Linked DNA regions of Mus musculus: region 1 is linked to region 2. A link is a contact called in public ChIA-PET data. All regions are on one chromosome and are shown on one strand. Each heading gives the region's core, a stretch centred on a gene start, on an enhancer-like site or on the middle of the called end of the contact. The rest is flanking DNA. Distances are from core to core; before and after follow the strand shown.

Region 1 (3,337 bases), core at 479-2,978, 240 kb before region 2:
GTCATGTTCAGAGGGTGGCCCTATACCTATCACTGCCTATGTGGACACAGAGAGGAGCCTCTGGTGCTGATGAAGGCATTAGCCTCCTGTGACTTGAGAACTTGGCATCTCCTATCACAATGGCTCTCAGGCCAGGGAGACTCTGGGTTGGAAAGAGAGCCCAGCCCTGATCAACTGGTTAATTGTCATGACTGGGTATACATTTTGCCAAGGGCTAGGACTCCCATTTTCTTATGGCCCTGAGTTAGGGCCACAGTGCACAGACCCATAGCTCTCTAAGAGGACAGAGGCCCAAACCTCTAAGGCTTTAAACAACTCTGCACAGCATCTTACTCTTACTCCAAGCTTCCAGGTCACTGTGGTACCCTGGCAAACAGCTGAACCAGGCTGCAGAGGGCAGAATAGCTCAGACACGTAGCATGACGTCTCTTTCTAGAAATAAAGGTGTTCTGGCCTCCTTAGCTCTGTGCAAGTTTCCTTCCCCAGACACCATCGCTCCCTATTGGCCGGGAGAAGCCGGTCCCTGGGCATGAGAGGCATGGACTGGCAGGTGATGTCACCTTTCCCCCAAGGCCTTGAGATGGCAGCTTGAGAGGCTGACTCGATGGTTCTCAGAGAGCCATGAGCCCCAGGCTCAACTTTACCTTTGACTTATTCAGTACCTTGCCAGCCAAGGGCCCGGTCTACGGCTCCCATCACCTGCTCACACTCAGACTTGTAAGGTCAGGTAAGAGGGTGACTCTGAGACCAGTCCTTTGAGAAACCATCTCCATGTTCTGTTCCCCTTTGGTAAAGATCTTCAGTTTGCTTTGTGGTCATCACTGGCTATTTCCATTAGACGTGCACAGCAGAGACCCAGCAGGGCAAGCCCTCAAGGAGCTGGTTACGTGAGCAGCACTGCTCAGGGCCCTGTGGCGATGCTAAGGAATGGGAAAGGACATCTTTGTTTTCTCTTTGCCTGCTGTTAGCCTAACCGTGAAAGTATCTCTTTATACAGAATACTTACAGATTCTAATATATATTTGTATTTCATTTTGTTATAGTATTTTTATATGTTAAAGTCAACCTCCAGTGTCTTGTTTTGATTTTCAGATGCTCTGTGGTTGTGACCTTTTGTTTGGGGTTTCTGTAGTCGTTTGAGTCAACTCTTAGAAACTGGCTTCAAACAGTCCCTGAGGGAGCTGCACCTGTCCTTTCCCCAGAAGTATTGTTTTAGGATATGTCAGTATTGTCTGCTGTCTTCCATGTGAACATGACATTGATTCATGGACTTTCTGCCTGGTCTCTTTCTTCATCAAAACGAGCCTGCTGCTACCAGCATTGACCTTCCCAGGGTGGGAAGGCCCTGGGTTACCACACTGACCACAGTCATCACAGCCTGCTGGGATGTTTGCCAACCTTGATGTGGCAAGGCTTGTTCATCAGGAAGGAGAGGGGTGTGTGACAAACTGGGGAGGCTTACTCTCATTTCCTGCCAAGTGTTTAAGTCACACTAATATTTTCAGCATTTGCCTACAGAGCCACTCACACATTTAACCAGACTCCAAGGGTCTTGGAGCATCCAAGCGGCCGTAGAAAGCAGCATGTATTCTCAGATAATCAATCCTAGAAGGGGCGTGTGTCCAGGCCAGTAAAGGGAGCCCATACACCAGACCAGAACACTGCACATAGGAAATGACATGAGTAACAGGATCTAAGTTTCTAAGACAGGGACCCGCCCCCCATAGGTCACCAAAGGAAGGATGTGCCAAGCCCTCCTCCATTGAGGCCAGAGCCATGAACTGATCTCACATAGGGATGTAGTGATGTCAAAAGGCTCCATTCTAAGAGCACATGACCACCTTGAAAGGGCACGGGAATGGTAACTCTGGTGCCTTCACAATAGCTGAGAATTTGGAGAGGAAGGGCATGCTGGAGAGCATGGTAGAGGAGAGCAAGTGAAACCCTGTAGGTCACAGGCTCAAGTGTATGGGGGAGAGGTAAGCCAGTGGTCAGCGCAACTTGGCCCATCATTTCTATTGCCACATCAGATTAAAGCAGTAGGTACCAACAGGGGCAAGTGGAAACAGTCACCGCTGGAGACTACGGCACATGAAGAACATTTTCCAGTCTATTTGTACCAGCTGGTTTTCACCATGACCTAAATTTCTTAGCTTCAAACAAAACACCAGAAACCAAAAACAAACCAAAAATAAAACACCCCCCCACAACAAAACTAGAGACCCCAATTTTTTGAGTGAAAAACTTATAGTTTTAAACTATTTTTTTAAATCCTGGGTTAAGTTGGGTGTGGTGGCGCACACCTTTAGTCCCAGCACTCGGGAGGCAGAGGCAGGAGGATTTCTGAGTTCAAGGCCAGCCTGGTCTACAAAGTGAGTTCCAGGACAGCCAGAGCTATACAGAGAAATCCTGTCTAGAAAAAAAAAATCCTGGGTTAAATAAACACATCTGTAGATTGGAAATTTACAACTTCATCGTTAAAGCAAACCCCGGGGTTGCTGGACAGTCACTATCAATTCCGTGAATATCCAGGATTGGTTCCCCATGGGTCTCCTGGGTCAACCATGACTTTGAACAGACTCACTTCCAGCAGATCCAACAAGTCAGATCGCAGAAGTCGTTCTGGCAAGTGCGAGGTTTGTTTTCTGTCACATTCCTGCTGGGGTCACAGAAGTGGACAGCACTTGGCTGGCTGGCTTGTCCCCTCCCTTCAGGTTGCACATCCACCTTTCCTGCCCCGTCCAGTGACTCCCACGATGCTTCCATTATATTTATATCCGTCCCCTGAGTAAGGTATAGCTCAGAGGGTCATTAATCGTTTAGGGTAGTGCCCAGCCCCATGGCTGACAGTCTGCTTTCAGCCACACACTAGTGAGGCAGGGGACTGTGCTGTACTGTCCCCTCCCCATCTGCAGTGACTACACAAACACACTTTAATATCAAAGAACTTTAATATGCTGCAATAAAATAAGCGCCTTGAAAAAGCTCACAGATGTCAAGGTTAGAGAAATCCCTCCCACACACCCTCTAGTTCCACACCCCTCCCCTCAAAACCAAACCAGAAAATCCTTCCAAGCCTGGACGTCGGTGTGGGCCCCCTTTATCAAGAACAAAAACACAGTTATCTATGTGGTCCATAGGAAAGCAAAACACAGAAGCCAGAAAGTCTACGAGATTCCAATATTTAAGAGACTTGGTACATACTCAAAGTTAAAATAACTCCAACTTTTATAGCTATACATACTGTTTTAAAGCAACTTAATATATTTTTAAATTTCATATATACACTCTCAAAGGTTCTTCAGGTGAGGTATGTAAACATTGTCTAATGAAAATT
Region 2 (3,433 bases), core at 259-2,758:
GCCCTGGTCAGGCAGCCAAGCTGTGCTAGGGAGTTGTCAGATGAATAGTATGAGAACCGTGAATACTTTTGCAGGTACTGAAGAATGGTTCCATGTTGCTAAGAGGCTGGAGAGATGGCTTAGCACCTAAGAGCACTTCCTGCTCTTCCAGAGGATCCAGAGGATCTAAATCCAGTACCCAGTACACGTGCGGCATGGCTCACAACCACCTGTAATTCCACTGTAAGGATACACACACTGCCACTCCCACCAAACAAACAAACAAAAGTAAAACAATGAATCTGGAAAAAAAATAGACAAGACTTGACATCTTGTATCTTTTTTTATTCTGCCAGCCTAAACCCTTCTGATACACACACACACACACACACACACACACACATAGTGTGTATGTATGCATATATATATATATATATATTTTTTTTTTTTTAAAGTTACTACCATTACCACTATTTGTGGTTCTATGGATCACAGAGCCTTGCACATGCTCAGCAAACACTCTTCACCTAAGCCACCTCCCTAGCCCGGCTGAGGATTCTACTTGTGGTTTTTCTTGTTCTGCACTCCTATAGAAGGCATCAGTGGGTCTCCTCAGGGAGCGCTCACTCACACTAGAATTAACTGCATTCCAGTTTGGTTCCCCAGCTACATTGTGCATTCTGGAGGAGCAGGGCCAGTATGTTATTCCATGGGATTCTCTGTTGTGCTCAGCCTAGAGTGAGCACTTGGAGATCTTAGGAAGGACAGTTCACTTAGAGCACAGAGATTCTAGCTTTCAGTCAAAGCTGCTTCTGAATCACATGATTAAATTACTGTCTCCTCGGGCTTACAGTCATCATTGTCACATTTGCACCATTAGCCTACATCCCGACTTGCTGAGAAAAGATACCCTGGGGCCACTCACACTCTAAATAAAGAATCAGAAGCCCCTTCAGGTGCCCTCTGGTGATCCTGCTGTCTGCCCTCTTGTTAATAGACATTTATTAAACACCCACACAGAGAATCTAGTGAAGACACGTGCAGTTCAGTGCTGAAGGATTGCAGATTCTGTAGCAAGCACAGGGGCTGCCATCAAGAATCTTCGGAGCTGTGTTGGAGAGATGGCTCAGGATGTAAGAGTGCTAACCGCTCTTGCAGAGGATCTGGGCTCTGTTCCCAGCACCTATGTGGCAGCTCGAAACCGCCCGTAACTCTAGTTCCAGGGGATCCCATGTCCTCTGACCTTCACAGGCTTCTGTACACACATGGCACATATACTCAGGTGCACACACATAAGTTCATAAAATTAAGTAAATAAATAATTTTAGAAAGTCCCCTGAGAGCTAAACGACGATTTGGGCACATTTGTGCTCCAGTAGCCAGCTCAACCCCGGGGCACACATCTCACATCCTGCTTGTATGTACTAGACGTGACAGTTCTATCTGTGATGGGGACCAAGAGGGGTGCTATCATTTTCGACGAAGAAGACCATCATTTGCTGCCAGACTAGCTACAGAGGTGGCACCAGCACAACTTGGCATCTGGTGGCCTGTCTGCCTGGGTGGGCCTGACCACAGACCTCAGAGCTGTGGGGAGTGACTGAGGAGGGCAGAATGACCAACCAGAGACCACACGGGGGCGGAGGGCGGGCTTTGCTTTTGCTTTAGATCTGGCACTGGCCATCTAAGAAACTCTTGAGAAAAATCAAGATGTAAGTAAGTTGCAAGCTGGCTTTTGTGGCTTTTGTGGAAATATTTATTTATGTTTTTCAAAAGCAGCCCGGTCTTCAGCTCTAAGAAGCTCACTGTGACATCCTTTGCTTCTTTTGACCACAAAAGCCACACATCCGCATCCCTGCGAGCGAGGAGGCTACGACAGGAGGTTGTGATCGTCCTACAGATCTTGATGAAAGAAAAGAAAAGACTGGCGGTGAAGCCTCCAGTGTAGGCTGTAGTGTGTACATTCTTTAGACGCTGGGGCTCTTACAAAAGGACTTTCGCCCATCCTTGGATTGGAGTCTCTATCAGCTAAATGGTGTATGCCCAGCCACGTGACCATAACCAGTTTCTCCTCTTTTTAATCCTCCTTGATGTGTGGTCCCCCAATATGAAATGTTTTGGGTGGGCTCTCATCTCTCCTGGTTATTTAGAAAGTGACTGTTTTTGTCTTGGATTCTGCCAGCTGTTTTCAGCTGCCGACCCAGGTTTGTGACCCTTTGAGTGAACTGCCATTTTTCTCTCTGGTCACGTATCAGCCATGTATGTTGCCCCTGGCCCCTAAGCATGATCTAGAATATCTTGTATGGTAGACACACTGTATGGGGCATCCTGCTTGTCCCAGGTCAGATTTCATTAATGACTTATGGCATCTTTTCTCATTGAGCTGGGCTGAGTTTTGGCTCTGACCTCAGTCTGGGTGCAAGGGATCAACTACTTAATATTGTCCACAGTAAAGAGGAAAGAGCATCCATTTTGTTTAACAAACAGGATTTCTCACTTCCAGGCATAACAGATATATTGGCAGATAATTGGAAACAAGATCCTTCTTACCCAGGTTGTCTAGTTGGTCAGTTCTTGCATAAAAAAAAGAGCAAGCGAGACTCTTTAATAACTATCATCCTGGATTTCATGACCTCTGACTGTCAGGCATTTGGGGGTGGAATTCAGTCATTTTTCTCTTAAGTGATTTAGTTTCAATGAAACCAAACTAGGGTGTTTTCAGAAATCTCAAATGTCTTCTGCAGAGGTCTACTACATTTAATGAAGGAAAACATTAATAACTAGCATCTAGGTTTGTTTTGAGGTCATTAAAGTGGATGATATGATGTAATTGCTATGTACAGAGAAAGCCTTAAATATTTACTCAGAGAGGATGTATTAAATTATCTGTGACATTTTAGTATAAAACACTTGCCATGCGATGAGTTAGAGGGACAGATGGGGCCTTGACTGAAGTCTCTCATCTTCCCTTAGATGTAGGTCTAATGGACTCCAGTAAATACTAAATAAATGAATGGACTTCAGTACTCTGTAAATACTAAATAAATGAACAGCTGAGTTGTTTGGACACACTGCATACCAGCTTGCTTTATAAACAAGATAAAGTTACTTGACTTAGGAGAAATGACTGCAGTTCATTGTCTCAATTTTCAGGACAACAGCCTGGAACTAGGTGGTGAGATGGGTGGGCTCTCATTCATTTGCTAGTGGTGTTAGTATTGGTAGAAGTGCGTTTTTATTGGTCATGATATTATTTCTAAAAGGCATCTTTCTATATAAAGCATATATTCCTAGTATCTGTGAATATCTGTCTTTCTTCTACTCACCGGTGAGAGAGTTAGATCTCTTGGGATGGTCTTGCACCAAGCCTTGTGCCTTCATATTAGCAATTGAATGGCCCCTCTTCTGAGAGTAGGTGAATGTAAGATATTTCAAGGCATTTATTTCCCTCTTA

The links. ChIA-PET counts read pairs in DNA pulled down with a chosen protein or histone mark.
Region 1: a contact with region 2 is called in an RNA polymerase II ChIA-PET map of memory CD8 T cells, with 19 read pairs. The contact joins two enhancer-like sites. A contact is called at or near these places in 8 of 39 promoter capture datasets (the 3T3-L1 cell line, 3T3-L1-derived adipocytes, cranial neural crest and 4 more), 1 of 15 datasets of contacts at CTCF or cohesin (the NIH/3T3 cell line), 4 of 115 datasets of contacts at active chromatin or transcription factors (cardiomyocytes, effector CD8 T cells, memory CD8 T cells and 1 more) and 1 of 9 other capture datasets (pancreatic islet).

Annotation. Positions count from the first base shown.
Region 1 is chr19:41,595,757-41,599,093 of GRCm38.p6, reverse strand. It overlaps Lcor (ligand dependent nuclear receptor corepressor), which reads right to left. Exons shown (of 8, transcript NM_001370767.1): 8 at 2,933-3,337. It also overlaps a transcript of Slit1 not described here. Among named protein-coding and RNA genes, the nearest start is that of Gm52407, 6.6 kb to the left of the region's middle. Within about 2 kb of position 1,728, at least 100 of the 459 cell types and tissues checked have an H3K27ac peak or open chromatin away from gene starts, as enhancers often do. A contact at or near this core is called in memory CD8 T cells, where this site is marked.
Region 2 is chr19:41,352,831-41,356,263 of GRCm38.p6, reverse strand. All of the region lies in intron 2 of Pik3ap1 (phosphoinositide-3-kinase adaptor protein 1), which reads left to right. Among named protein-coding and RNA genes, the nearest start is that of Pik3ap1, 31 kb to the left of the region's middle. Within about 2 kb of position 1,508, at least 35 of the 459 cell types and tissues checked have an H3K27ac peak or open chromatin away from gene starts, as enhancers often do. A contact at or near this core is called in memory CD8 T cells, where this site is marked.